Linked DNA regions of Mus musculus: region 1 is linked to region 2. Evidence: chromatin contacts called from public HiChIP or PLAC-seq data. All regions are on one chromosome and are shown on one strand. The core of a region is the stretch at or near the end of the contact, and the rest is flanking DNA. Distances in the headings are between cores, read along the strand shown. Region 1 has its middle 7.6 kb from the start of Taf8. Region 2 has its middle 15 kb from the start of Tbcc.

Evidence for each region. HiChIP or PLAC-seq counts read pairs in DNA pulled down with a chosen protein or histone mark.
Region 1: a contact with region 2 is called in an HNF4G HiChIP or PLAC-seq map of pancreatic cancer cells. The contact joins two enhancer-like sites. A contact is called at or near these places in 7 of 39 promoter capture datasets (the HPC-7 cell line, cranial neural crest, embryonic stem cells and 3 more), 1 of 484 Hi-C or Micro-C datasets (embryonic stem cells), 4 of 115 datasets of contacts at active chromatin or transcription factors (astrocytes, embryonic stem cells, microglia and 1 more) and 1 of 9 other capture datasets (adipose tissue).

Annotation. Positions count from the first base shown.
Region 1 is chr17:47,506,535-47,513,299 of GRCm38.p6, forward strand. It overlaps a transcript of Ccnd3 not described here. Among named protein-coding and RNA genes, the nearest start is that of Taf8, 7.6 kb to the left of the region's middle. Within about 2 kb of position 4,682, at least 329 of the 459 cell types and tissues checked have an H3K27ac peak or open chromatin away from gene starts, as enhancers often do. A contact at or near this core is called in the HPC-7 cell line, adipose tissue, microglia and 1 more, where this site is marked.
Region 2 is chr17:46,872,222-46,879,007 of GRCm38.p6, forward strand. It overlaps a transcript of Bicral not described here. Among named protein-coding and RNA genes, the nearest start is that of Tbcc, 15 kb to the right of the region's middle. Within about 2 kb of position 2,145, at least 116 of the 459 cell types and tissues checked have an H3K27ac peak or open chromatin away from gene starts, as enhancers often do. A contact at or near this core is called in the HPC-7 cell line, adipose tissue, microglia and 1 more, where this site is marked.

The DNA.
Region 1 (6,765 bases), core at 3,432-5,931, 640 kb after region 2:
AAAGTTACACAGCACCGTTGAGTGTAAGTGGGTTAGACGTAGCGTTTCACTGTCTGTCTTTAATAGCTGTATTAGATCATCTAGTAGGAGCTCGATTTTACAGATGAGGAAACTTGGGCACAGGAGGTAAAGAGATCTCTATAAAGAGGGAACAAGAAAGGAGTGTCAGGGAATTAGAGAGATGGCTCAACAGTTAAGGGCACTTACTACGACTGCAGGAGACCCAGGTTCGGTTCTCAGCATGCACATGGTAGCTCACAACCACTTGTTGAAGCCCTGGCCCCAACCCCTGGTATCCACCTGTCTCCCTCCCTGTCCAACCTCACTGTGCTTGGATTACTAACATTGGCCACTTTTACATGGCTGCCTGAGATCTTAACATGCACACCAACTCCTTCTCCACGAGCCACGGCCTGAGTTCCATTTGTCCTTTGAGTCTTGTAACCCAGGTTGGCCTGAAACTATGTGGGTGAGCTGACTTTGAATGTCTGGTCTCTCTGAAGAGTGCCAGGGTTAAAGGCATGTGCTACCTACCACACCTGCTTTGTCATAGGCACATTCAGACTCTCTCGGGGCTGGTGAGATGGCTCAGTGGGTAAGAGCACCCGACTGCTCTTCCAAAGGTCTGGAGTTCAAATCCCAGCAACCACATGGTGGCTCAAAACCATCTGTAATGAGATCTGACTCCCTCTTCTGGAGTGTCTGCAGACAGACTTAGACTCTCTCATCCTATGTCTCACGAAGAACAGTGGACCTTGGAATCTGATTAAGAAGATGATATAGAAATGGGAGGAGCTTAAGGTGCTCTCCCCTCGAATCTCCCGTGTCACTTCATGAAAAGCAGCACCCTTGGATCTACTCCCTGCAAGTTGGAGACAGTGTCTGTGAGGGATGTGAGCCCCTCTACAGGGCAGCCTTCCTGAAGTCTAGTTGTTTTCTCTGCCTCCTCTCCGAAACTCTTGGTTTCTCCGAGGACCTCTCTGCATAGATTTGGAGATGCCCAGGGCAGGTCTCTATGTCTGCTATGATCACGACTCAATTTGCAATCCCAGTACTCAGGAGGTAGAGACAGGCCAGGCCAGTGTCTGTGAGTTGAGTTTGAGGGCAGCCTGGTCTACATAAGTGAGACCTGCACTAGAAAGACCAACTTACAGGGCTGGAGAGGTGGCTCAGAGGTTAAGGGCATTGGCCGAGATACTAGAGGACCTGGGTTCAATTCCCAGTACCCAGTTGTCTGCTCAAAATGTCTGTAACTCCAGTTCCAGGGGCATCAGAAGCCCTCCCTTGGTCTCCACCACACATGCACAGGGTGTGCATACCTACATGTAGGCAAGAAATCCATATGTGTAAAATAAGTAAAAGTTGTTTTTGTTTTGTTTTGTTTTTTGTTTTTTCAAAGAACGTCTAAGCATTGATCCTAAGAAGGGATGGGTGTTGATGTCGGGTTTGAGGGTGAGGGACTAAGGTTGTGAAGTGTATGAATAATGCAAACAAAGTTCCTCTGCGCCCTCCCACCTCTTCCTCTCTGCTCCCAGGGTCTGGGCACAGTGGAACCCTGGGCACGCCCCTTTCCCTCCGCCCTCACTTGTAGAGCAAGAACAGCCTGTACCCTTGAGAAACCACAAGAGGAAGTTTAGGGCGGATTGTGGGTGGGGAAAGTTCTGGGACCTCTGCCAAGTTTCCCTTTCCCTGCTGAACGGTAGGTGTGTTTATTTTGCCCACAGACTTTTAAAGTTTAAATCCTCTGCGTTTCAAAGAGCTGTCAATTCCTGTCCTTGTCCCTGTCCCTGCTGCCGACCTAGGGCACCTTTCCTGCAGTAAGACTGGAGTCTGTGTCTTCTCTGGTCTCAGCCCCTCACTTTCTCCCTAAAGCACCCCTAAAAACCTTTGAACTCTGGGTCATGTGGCTTCAACAACCACTTAGGGGCTCCGTAGTGTTTCTCACCGTAATTCTAGGTGCGCATGTGCGTGCACCTCTGTCCCAGCTTATCATCTTGAAAACCAGCGTCCAGAGAGAGTTCACATAGTCAGACAGCCATGGCTATGTAGAGAGACCCTATACACCAGAAAAGCACAGGCTGTTTTTTCAGATGACCCAGGTTCAATTCCCAGCAACTCACAGTTGTCCATTTGTCACTGCAGTTCAGGGGATTTGATGCCCTTTCCTTCCTTCCTTCCTTCCTTCCTTCCTTCTTTCCTTTCTTTCTTAAATATATATATTTTAAAGATCTATTTATTGTTATATGTAAGTACACTGTAGCTATCTCCAGTCACACCAGAAAAGGGCATTAGCTCTCATTATAGATGGTTGTGAGCCACCATGTGGTTGCTGGGATTTGAACTCAGGACCTTCAGAAGAGGAGTCAGTGCTCTTAACCACTGAGCCTTCTCTTCAGCCCTGAGACCCTTTTTTTTTTTTTTTTTTTTTTTTGAGACAGGGTTTCTCTGTGTAGCCCTGGCTGTCCTGGAACTCACTTTGTAGACCAGGCTGGCCTCGAACTCAGAAATCTGCCTGCCTCTGCCTCCCAGGTGCTGGGATTAAAGGAGTGCCCCACCACCGCCCGGCTCTGAGGTCTTTTTCTTAAGGTCTACAAGTTTTGATCAGGTTTATGTGCTCTGCCACTTTAAGAATTAGGAAGTAGGAAGCAGCTGGTAGTGTCGAGGGAAATCTCAGACTGCAAGCAGACAGCAGCAGACAGAACCAACGGTTGAAGGGCAGGTACTGGGAATGAGGAAACACATGCGGCAGACACACAGAGAAACAGACCCTGCAAGGCAGAGTGCAGACTTGGGAAACAAAAAAATTGAAGGCTGGAGGCCTTTTTAAGTCTCTCAAAAAGTCCTTCTCCCCTAATTTAGGGTTGGTCAATTTGAAAAAAGATAGGATGGTTGATTGGCCTGTAAACCTTCCAGGCTTGAAGTCCATCAGCAGGGGGTCCGGGAGTGGGAGAAGAAACTCAATAAAACTTTTGTTTTAAGCTGCCAGGCTTTTGTCTCAGGTCCTGAGAGTGAAGAAGAGACCTTTCATCTTGGGAATTTGGAATTCACCACCAGTATTACCTAGCTACATCCCCTCACCCTATCTTCCTGCCCACCAGGAGGAAGTCTATGTAACTCTGCTCCTTCTGACCTTCCTGGGCACCAGACACACACACGCACACACACGCACGCACACACACACACACGCACACACACACGCACGCACACGCACACACGCACACGCGCGCACACACACACACACATACACACACACACACACATACACACACACACATACACACACACACACATACACACACACACATACACACACACACATACACACACGCACAGGCACGCACACACGCACAGGCACGCACGCACGCACACACACACACACACACACACACACACACGGTGCACAGACCCAGGTAGAGACAAAACACCAATACACATACAATTTTAAAACAAAAATATAATACGGATGGTACGGTGTGATGTGTGGAGAGGGGGAGGGCTTGGGGTAGAACACAGAGGGAGTCTTTGCAAGTAAATATGTCCCAAGTGCTGGGATTAAAGGCGTGCGCCACCACTGCCGGGCGTATAAGTAATAGTTTTAATTTAAAAGCAAAGGAGAGGGCTGGCGAGATGGCTCAGCGGGTAAGAGCACTGACTGCTCTTCCAAAGGTTCTGAGTTCAAATCCCAGCAACCACATGGTGGCTCACAACCATCCGTAATGAGATCTGACACCCTGTTCTGGAGTGTCTGAAGTCAGCTACAGAGTGCTTACATATAATAAATAAGTAAATCTTTAAAAAACAAAACAACAGCCGGGCGTGGTGGCGCACGCCTTTAATCCCAGCACTTGGGAGGCAGAGACAGGTGGATTTCTGAGTTCGAGGCCAGCCTGGTCTACAAAGTGAGTTCTAAGACAGCCAAGGCTACACAGAGAAACCCTGTCTCGAAAAACCAAAACCAAACCAAACCAAAACAAAAACAAAAGAGAGCTAAGTAGGAAAATAAATAAATGCAGTGGTATTGGAAGTAGTAGTGAATGCTTGTGGTCCCAGCACTCAGGAAGCTGAGGCAGGAGGATCATTGGAAGTTGGAAGGGGCCTAGGCTGTAAAGCTTTCAAGCAAGGCAGCATCAAAAAGTGAAGTTAGACTCCAGAAATTGAAGGAGATACAAGAAGCGTTTAGATGTTTAAGGTAGTTCTGGGATGCATTAGGACGAAACAAAAATGTTTATTTTATTTGTAACTATGTGTCTCTGTGTGTCTGTGTGCATAAATGCAAGGGCCTGAAGTGAGCCACACAGTGTGGGGACTGAACTTGGGTCATCTGCAAGAGCAGGACAAGCTTTTAGCTGGTTCTCTGGCTTTCCAGACCCATACGTTTTTCTTGAGTAGATGGATTTTTTTTGTTTGGTTATGCGTTTTGAATTATTATTATTATTATTATTATTATTGCTTGAGCCTTGCCATATAGCCTCCCCCCAACCCCCGTACTATTGTAAACAGACCTGGCCGTCCTTGAACTTGTAGCAACCCCAGCCTTTTCTTTCTGGGAGCTGGGATTACAGGCATGGAAAGTACCACGCCCACTTGGCAAAAATGTAAGAACTTTCTAACAAATAGCTGTGTGATCCCAGCCTAATGACGTGAGTCCTAGCTACAGGAGTCTAGAGCGCATGCACCTAGGGCCTCTGCCAGAGTGTCAACGCGAAGACTCCACCCCTTTCCGCCTAGAAATTGGGTGACTCACCGAGGCCCCCTTGCGTCATCACTCGGCCTGCCGCTGGCCCCGGCCCATGGTATTCACACTTGGTCCACCAGATGGAGCTATAGCCCAGAGTGTCACTTCAGGGGCCCCCGGATTGGGTGAAGAACCCCACCTGGTCCTTCAGGCGCCAGCTGGTTTCCTGGGACCTCTGTCCCCACCCCATTCCCAGCTGTTTACACAGAGAGCTGTTCTGACCGGACCAGGCAGAATCTCCATAAAATGTGCTCTGGCCCAAGTGTGCAGCGCTGGGAGAAGGTGCTCCTTTGCGCAGGCAGGGGCCCTCCCACAACTCTTCCTGACCTTCCGTCGTCCTTGCCTCCGAGGGACCCAAGTGTCAGCAGGCGCCAGCACATTTTCAGGGAAGCTACTCTGGAATGACCCTTCCTACCTTTCAAAGGGTCTAACACTTACATTGTTGCCTGTTAAGGGCCTCGGAAGCCACACCTTTCTGAAAGAATTAGTTCTCCCTTGTTGGGTAAAATTCCCCAGCAGCCTCTCCTGAGGTTAGAAAGCAGAGACTTAGCCATGCCTCTTTGAAGGTGGGGCTGGTTCTTCCTGTATCCGGGCCAGATCTTATTGCAGCCGGTCAGACCCGTTAAGGGCTATTGCTTGCTTGGCTTGATGGCGCAGGCCTTTAGTCTCAGCACTAGGAAGGCAGAGGCAGGTGGATCTCTGGGAATTTGAAGCCAGCCTGGCCTCCATGGCAAGCTCAGGCCTGCCAGGACTACTGGGCAAGAGCTTGTTTCAGAGACAGAGACAGAGAACTAAGAAGGCCTTACGGTCAGTGGGCTACAGGACACAGCAGACTCGGCCCACAGTGAGCAAGATGGCCACAGTGAACAGCCCTGGAACAGAGTCTGGCTAGTATTTCCAAAGACTTAATAATTCATTCTTTCCTAACCACCGTCAGCTCAAGGGACATAGGAGACAGGCCAAGAAGCCGCTGCACAGAGAAGTTAAGCTTCTTGCTAAGTTTCACACAGCTCAGCTGGCAGACTGATAGGGCTGTTTGGCATCAAATGGGGATTCACCATCCATTTTCATTCTATGGTGGTCGGGCCAGAGAGCAGTCCCTATGGATAAGCTGCCTGGCTTGGTTCTTGCTAGGTTCCTTTCTGGTGTCTGTTTCCTCACCTGTGACCCTTCCCTCATGGTGGCTAGTACCAGCTAAATGTTTACTATATGCTAAGGAGCATCTTAATGGCCTCACAGCCCAATGAAGCAAGCACACACGCTTGCGTGTGTGTGTGTGTGTGTGTGTGTGTGTGTGTGTGTGTGTCTGTGTGTGTCTGTGTGTCTGTGTGTCTGTGTGTCTGTGTGTGTCTGTGTGTATGCTGAGGCTCAAACCTAGGCCTTTGTACATATTGGCAAGTACTCTGTCACTCAGCTACATCCCAGGCAAGACAGGCATTATTCTGCCTTTGCAGGTGAGGAAACGAGGCATAGGATATGGCTGGGTAAAGAGTCTAACCTGCATTCGACTTAAGAGATAATACGAAGTCCTGCCCTGGGCCAGGCAGGCCATGGCTTCTGATGAGTGATAGTTACTGTCTTCTTGACAGCAGAAGTCATTTTCCAGCCTCTACTCCTTAGGGTGGGCATGGGGGTTAATCCCAAACCAGTTTTGGTTTCTTTCTTCATCATCTCGCCTATGACTCCATCTCTCTCTCTCTCACACACACACATATAAACACACACACTTTTTATTTTTTGATACAAGACCTTACTATGCAATTCTGACTGACCTGAAACTCCCTTTTTTAGACCAGGCTGGTCTTGAACTCATAGTGCCTGCCTCCGACTCCCTGGTACTAAGATTAGAAGTATGTGTGCTACTTCTCTTCAGCATGGGTTTTGTTTTGTTTAAGACATGGTTTCACGTAGCCCAGGCTAGCCTTACGCTTCTTCCGCAGTCAAGGATGACCTTGAATTTCTGATCCTCCTCCCTCTCCCTCCCAAGGGCTAAGGTTACAAGGCATGCGCTACCAGACCTAGTTTAAATG
Region 2 (6,786 bases), core at 895-3,394:
TTGGGGGATCCCTGAGCTACAAACACTGGAAGTACACTCCCTGAGACCAGTGACCTTGTGAAAACTTGCAAAAGTCAAGAGACTGTGACTGGTGTTTATCAAAAAAATCAAAGAGCAACTTTGGGAATAGAAAGTGTTTGCTTGCAAGCATGCACGTCCATGCCTGTAAACCCAGGGCTGAGTGTGGCTGTGTGTGTCTTTAATCCCAACACTTAGGACGAAGAGGCAGGTAGATTTTTGAGAGTTCAAGGCCATTCACTGATCAATAGTTTATTCCAGGCTAGCTAGAAAACCATGACAGACAGACAGACGATGGTGGAATACTCTGGTAGAGGACTAGTTCTGTTCCCAGCATGCACACTGGGTGGTTCACAACCATCTGTACCAACGGCTCTGTTACATCCAGTGCCTCCAGTTTCCTTGGGTACCTGCACACACTTGCAAACACATGCACTGACCCCCCAACACATTACACATCACCCAAAATGAGATATTTTCAAACAACGGCAACAAAAAGTGGCTGGGTGGTGGTGGCACATACCTTTGATCCCAGCACTCAGGAGGCAGAGGTAGGCAGGTCTCTGAGTTCTAGGCCAGTCTGGTCTACAGAGTGAATTTCAGGACAGGCAGGGGTTGCACAGAGAAAGCCCATCTCAAAAAGAATAAAAAAAAGGGGGGGGAGGGAGAAAAAAAGGTGGAAAGCGACTGCAGAGGCCACCAGATGGTGACCTCTGGTCACCACATGCACACAAGACAAAGGTCAAAGCTAACATTTCAGAGCAGAGGTAAGTGCACGCAGAGAGAGGCAGATTTCCACTGAGTGAGGAAGAGGGGGGAAGAGATTGCCCAGTGATAGTCTAGGCTCTGAGGCCCGCCTGCTTTACATTCGTGCATCCGACCTGCACTTCGTAGCATTTATTTTTATCTCATGAGCATTTGGCTTGCATATATATAGGGATGTGTACTGCGTAGAAGCCTAGCACTGGAGGAGGCTAGAAGAGTGTCAGATCCCCTGGAACTGGAGTTACAGCGCACTGTGAGCCACCATGTGGGTGCTGGGAACTGACCCAGTCCTCCACAAGAGAAGCCAGTGCTCTTAACTGCTGAGCCGTCTCTCATGCCTTGCATTACTTTTTAAAGTTATTTTTTTACTCTTCAATGAAGATAGGGTCTCACTATATAGCCCAGGCTGGTCTTGAACATGTGGCAAGTCCTCCTGCCTCCACTTCCCAAGTGCTGCAATTACAGGCTCAAACTACCACACACAGCAAATTCCAGTTTTGATAATGGAAGCTTGCCCGACAGCCTCTCTCCAGTGCAGGTCAAAGGAATAGGCTCCTGCTGTGGTAAGCCAGTCTCTGCCGGACAGGAGACCAGCTTTATTTGTAGGACTGTGCAGAAACCCCGTGGATTGGGTAAAAAGCTCTTCTGGACCATGCTACTCCTTTTGCACCTTAAATCCTCGCTCTGAGCCAGCCTTTGGTTGGTATCAGCACTGGCTACAGACATTGGGTAAGTATATGCCTATTTTACAAGTTCAGACTGGCCAGGCATGGGGGCACAAGCCTTTGATCCCAGTGCTGGAAGTTCGAGGCCAGCCTGGTCCACAAAGTGAGTTCCAGTACACCTAGGACTATTACAGGGAGAACTCCTCTCTCGTAAAACCAAACAAACAAACAAAATACAAAACAGATTCACACTTTGGTCTTGGAGCACAGATCATTCTCAGGTGATCTCCATTTCATTTCCATTGACCTCTGTTTGGCCCCATTGTTTTTTCCAGGGAACCATGGCAACAGCCTTTCTCAGGCACTGCCGACCCCCCCACTCCCCCCACCCCCAGCTCCAACTCTTTCTCTTCACCTTCCCATCCCGAACCCACCCAAATGCCAGGAACTCTGATGTTCCAGAAACTCCTGGATGCCCACAGGATTCTAGGAAGCAGAGCCTGGCCAGTTCTGTCCCTGTCCCCGTCTCTCGTGACATTCACTTCCTCTGGCGGCTCCCCTGCCTGCCCTTTCCCCTTGCTTCTCTCTTCTTTGTACTTCCAAACAACTTCCTTTTCCTTGATAACACACACCACCTCGAGTGACTCATAATTAGTCATGTCTATCCCTGGACTCCCAGCCTCCAGGAGACGAGGACCAGGCTTTGTCTATTTTTATCCCTTCCCATCTCCCCCGGGGCCAGCTGTGGCATCCTGCGTCAGTACGCTAAGCCACCATTTCTTGACGCTAGGTTCTGTCAAGGCACCTGGCTGGTGCTGGAGGTAGCGGATGCTCTACAAAGGCTGGTGACTGGTCCTCATTAACAGGGCGTCACTCACAAAGTGTTCTCTAGACTTAGGATGTTCAGACAAAGATGTCCTCCCCTGCATGGGTGTGTGCAACTGAGGAAGCACTTAGGCTCATGGGTGGCAGTCTGAGAGAAGCAATGAATGAATCTCTCAACATTACTGTTTTTACCCCTCCCCCAAAAAACGGCGGCAAGGGGAGCACAATGGTTAGGGGGAGAGATGATTGCTCACCAGGCCTACACCAGGCTTGAGTTTGATCCCTGGGACCTACAAGGTGGGAGACAACCTGAGACTTCCACAGTAGTCCTCAGACTTCCACATGCTTGCTCCGATGGTTAAACCCCCACACATACAGCAAATAGATACATAAATGACTGTTTTTAATTGAGTCACGTCTTAGTCTTATATTATCCCAACTAGCATGCTTCTCCTTGTTCCCTCCTCGTATAACTGCTTTAAACACAAATAAAATAAAAACAAACAACAAAAATAGGGGGTCTCACTCTGTAAGCTCAGGCTGGTCTCCAACTCTTTTTTTTTGTTTTTGTTTTCTTTTGTTTTTTGAGACAGGGCTTCTCTGTGTAGCCATGGCTGTCCTGGAACTCACTCTGTAGACCAGGCTAACCTAGAACTCTAAAATCTGCCTGCCTCCGCCTCCCAAGTGCTGGGACTAAAGGCATGCGCCACCACTGCCCAGCTGTAATCCTCCTGCCTCAGCCTCCAAAATACTGGGATTTCAAGTGTGAGCCACCACCTGGCCTAATTGTGGGAAAAGAGAACTCTGAGCGTTCCTCCTCAGGGTCCATGTACCTCGGGTGGGTTTTATTTTGTAACTATACAGGTGTGTGTGAACTTGCTTGAGTGTGTGTGTTTGTATGCATGGATGCCCCAATTGTGTAAGTACTCACAGGTGTGTAGAGGCTAGAGGACACTCTCATGTGTTCTTTCTCATTGGCTCTCTACCTTGCTCTTTAAGATGGGACTTCCCAGAGGCAGGGACTCTGCAGTAGGCTAGGCCAGTCGGCCAGCAAGGTCTAGTCGTGCCTTCCCAGTGCTGGGATTATAAATGTGGATTATAAATATTGGTTCTAAAAAGCAAGCTCACGTCTTCATGCTTGCAATAGCAAACACTCTACTGACTTAGCTCTCCTACTCCAACAGACACTTACAAATAAATAAATGTGATAAAAATTTTAAAACATGAGGGCTGGAGAGAGAGCTCAGAGGTTAAGAGCATTGGCGGCTCTTCCACATGTCTTGAGTTCAATCCCCAGCAACCACATGGTGGCTCACAACCATCTATAATGAGATCTGGCGCCCTCTTCTGGCCTGCAGGTACAGGTGTACATGCACGCAGAAGTCTACATAAATAAATAAAAGTAAAGATCTTTATAAAAAAATTTAAACACAAAAGGAAGTTGTGATGGCTGTTGTTCTCAACTTGACTACACCTGGAATTAACTAAAACCTGAGAGGCTGGGCACCCCTGTGAGGGCTTTTATTTATTTATTTATTTTGGCTTTACGGGTTTCTCTGGGTAGCCCTGGCTGTCCTGGAACTCACTTTGTAGACCAGGCTGGCCTCAAACTCAGAAATCTGCCTGCCTCTGCTTCCCAAGTGCTGGGATTAAAGGCGTGTGCCCGGCGGATTTTTTTTTTTCCCTTACTTAAGCCATCTGAGGTGTGAAGATACATTTTTAATCCGGATCTTTTAAGGTGGGAAACGCCACCCTCAATCTGCACCACCCTTTCAGCTGGCAGCCATTATAAGGGCATGGAAGAAGGAGGCTCTCTCTCTTTGCCTGCTCGCTCTCCCTAGCAAGCCCATTCAGACAGGCATTACAGCCTACATCCTCAGGATTCCAGCTATACCGACTAGCTGAGACATGCACCTTCATGGACTGAATAACTACTGCATTCTTAGACCTTCCACTCATAGGCAACTGCCAGCATTGTGGTCATCTTGACCACAGCCTATAATAAATCCCCACCCTCCTTCCTTCTCTCTAAATATATAGATACTCATATTCATTCCATAACCCTGACAAGCCTGTCTGTCACTCTAGAGAACCCCGGCTAACACAGAACTAACACAGCTAACAGTGTTGGCACTAAAAGTAAAAAACAAGCAACCTGCCCTTACAACATCTGGCTCGGCCTCTTTCTCACCGAACCAATTACTCACTGTGTGCGCATGTGCATGCCTTTGTGTGCTGTGGAGGTCAGAGGGCAACTGCTGGGAACCGGTTCTAGCTCTCGCCTCTCTCTACCTGGCTCTAGGGAATGACATCATGCCACCAAGCTGGAGAGCAAGTTCCCTTCCCCATGAGCAATCTCGCCAGCCTTGTTTCTGCTTCTTAAGGAAAAGAAGATTTGTACACTACACATCTTCCATAGGCTATGCAATGACTTAGCACTGCCTCAAATCAATGCCAGCTCTCTCATGTTCTAAAAATGCAGCAAAGAATCAGATATGGTATGGGAGGCCAAGTCAGGAGGAGTACAAGTTAAAGGACAAGCTGAGCTACACAGAGAGAACCCTGTCTCAAAAACAAAAGACAGAAAAAGGGGTGGATAGGAGACAGCTCAGTCAGTAATGTGCTCACCACACAAACATGAGGGTCTGGGTTCGATCTCCAGCACCCACATATAAAGCCAAGTATGGTAGTGTATGAATGAAGTCTCTGCACTGACAGATGGTCAAGGGATCCCAGGTGCTCACTGGCCGGCCTAATTAATAGGCCTTAGGTCCCAGTGAGACTCTGTTTATAGGAACATGGTACGGGCCTGGAAGACAGCTCAGTAAGCAAAAGCTAGCCAAGCAGGCAGGACCGAGTTTGATCTCCAGGAGCCATGTAGAAAGCCCAGTATGGAGGCAAACATCTATAAACCTAGCGTTCCAACAGAGTTGGGAGGCAGAGGCAGGAGAATTACCTGCAAGTTCAGTTCCTGGGCCAGGTAGGCTTGCAGTACTCGGCAACAGAAAGTTAGAGATCCCGTCTCAATGAGAACTGACTCCTGAAAATTGTCCTCTGACCTCTGCATGAGTGCCCCCCCCCACGCCCCAAGGGAGGGAGGAGGAAAGGGCTGGAGAGATGGCTCTTGCAGAAGACCGAGTTCAGCTCCCAACACCCATGTCAACTCCCTGTAATCAATCATAGCTTCTCCAGGGGCTCCAATGCTCTCATATGCCCTCCACAAGCACTCACACGCGCATGCACACATACACATGATTAAAACATGTGACGGTTTGAATACGCGTGGCACTCTTAGGAGGTGTGGCCTTATGGTGAAGGTGTAGCATTGTTAGAAGAAGTGTGTCACTGTAGGGGTGAAGCTTTGAGGTTCCTATGCTCAGGGTCTTCCCAGTGTGAAAGAGACCCCCCCCCCCCAACCCTCTGGCTGCCTGTGGAAGACAGTCTCCTCCTGGCTGCCTTCGGATAAGATATGTAGAACTCTCAAAACTGCTAGCACCGTGTCTGCCTGCAAGCTGCCATGCTTCCCATCATGAGGATAACGGACGGAACCTCTGAAACTGTAAGCCAGCCCCCAATGAAATGGCCGCTGTTTTAAGAGTTGCTACGGTCATGGTGTTTCTTTGCAGCAATGAAACCCTAAGACAAACCATAAATTCTTAGGGGAGAAATAAATAAAAACAAGGTGGACAGCTCCTGTGGGTTTGAGGCTAGCCTGGTCTACAGAGGGAGTTCTGGGAGCTTCTGAGAGAAACCCTGTCTGAACCGCCCCCTCAAAAAATCCCGTTCGCCCTAAGTTCACTCTACTTCGCAGTTGCTCCTCAGACATAAATGAAGTCTTTGTCACTTGAGTTAGGCTCGTGGCAACGAGTAGGAAAAACACCATGCAATGCTCACTCTCCAAATCCCAACACCACAGAGATGCAGTCAGGAGGACTGCGAGTTCAAGACTATCCTCAGCTACATAGTGACTCTGGAGCCAACCCGGGCCATGTGAGACCCTGTCGCAAACACACAAACATATATGTGAAAGACGTCAGTCATTAATGCTGCTCCTCCGGACAAACCACCATAGAGATGCCTGCAGCTCTGCCTAGACAAGCCAAGAGTTACCAGGCACCACAGACGCTGGGGCCTCCTAGGAAGGAGAAGCCTCAGGCCTGTGGCACACACACATGTGTGTCACTGTCCCTTGAAAAACCTGCAATTTTTAAACCTACACTTCAGCAAGCTTTAGTTACTCTGCAAACTAAGGAAGGGGACAGTCTCTTAGCATGAGTGGGTTCCCCTTGATGGCACACTCAACAGCGCTGCCTTAGCAAATCCTTTACTGACACACAGGCTCGCTCTCATCGTCTCAGAGCGTCTGCACACCACTACATACAAGACCCAACATGGCTGCCTTCAAGGTCCCCCTCCCCTCCCCTCCCCCCTTTTCACCCCTTTTCCCACTTTTCTTCCAGTGCTGTGGCTTAAACAGTGGAAGAAAGAAGAAAGGAAGGAAGGAAGGAAGGAA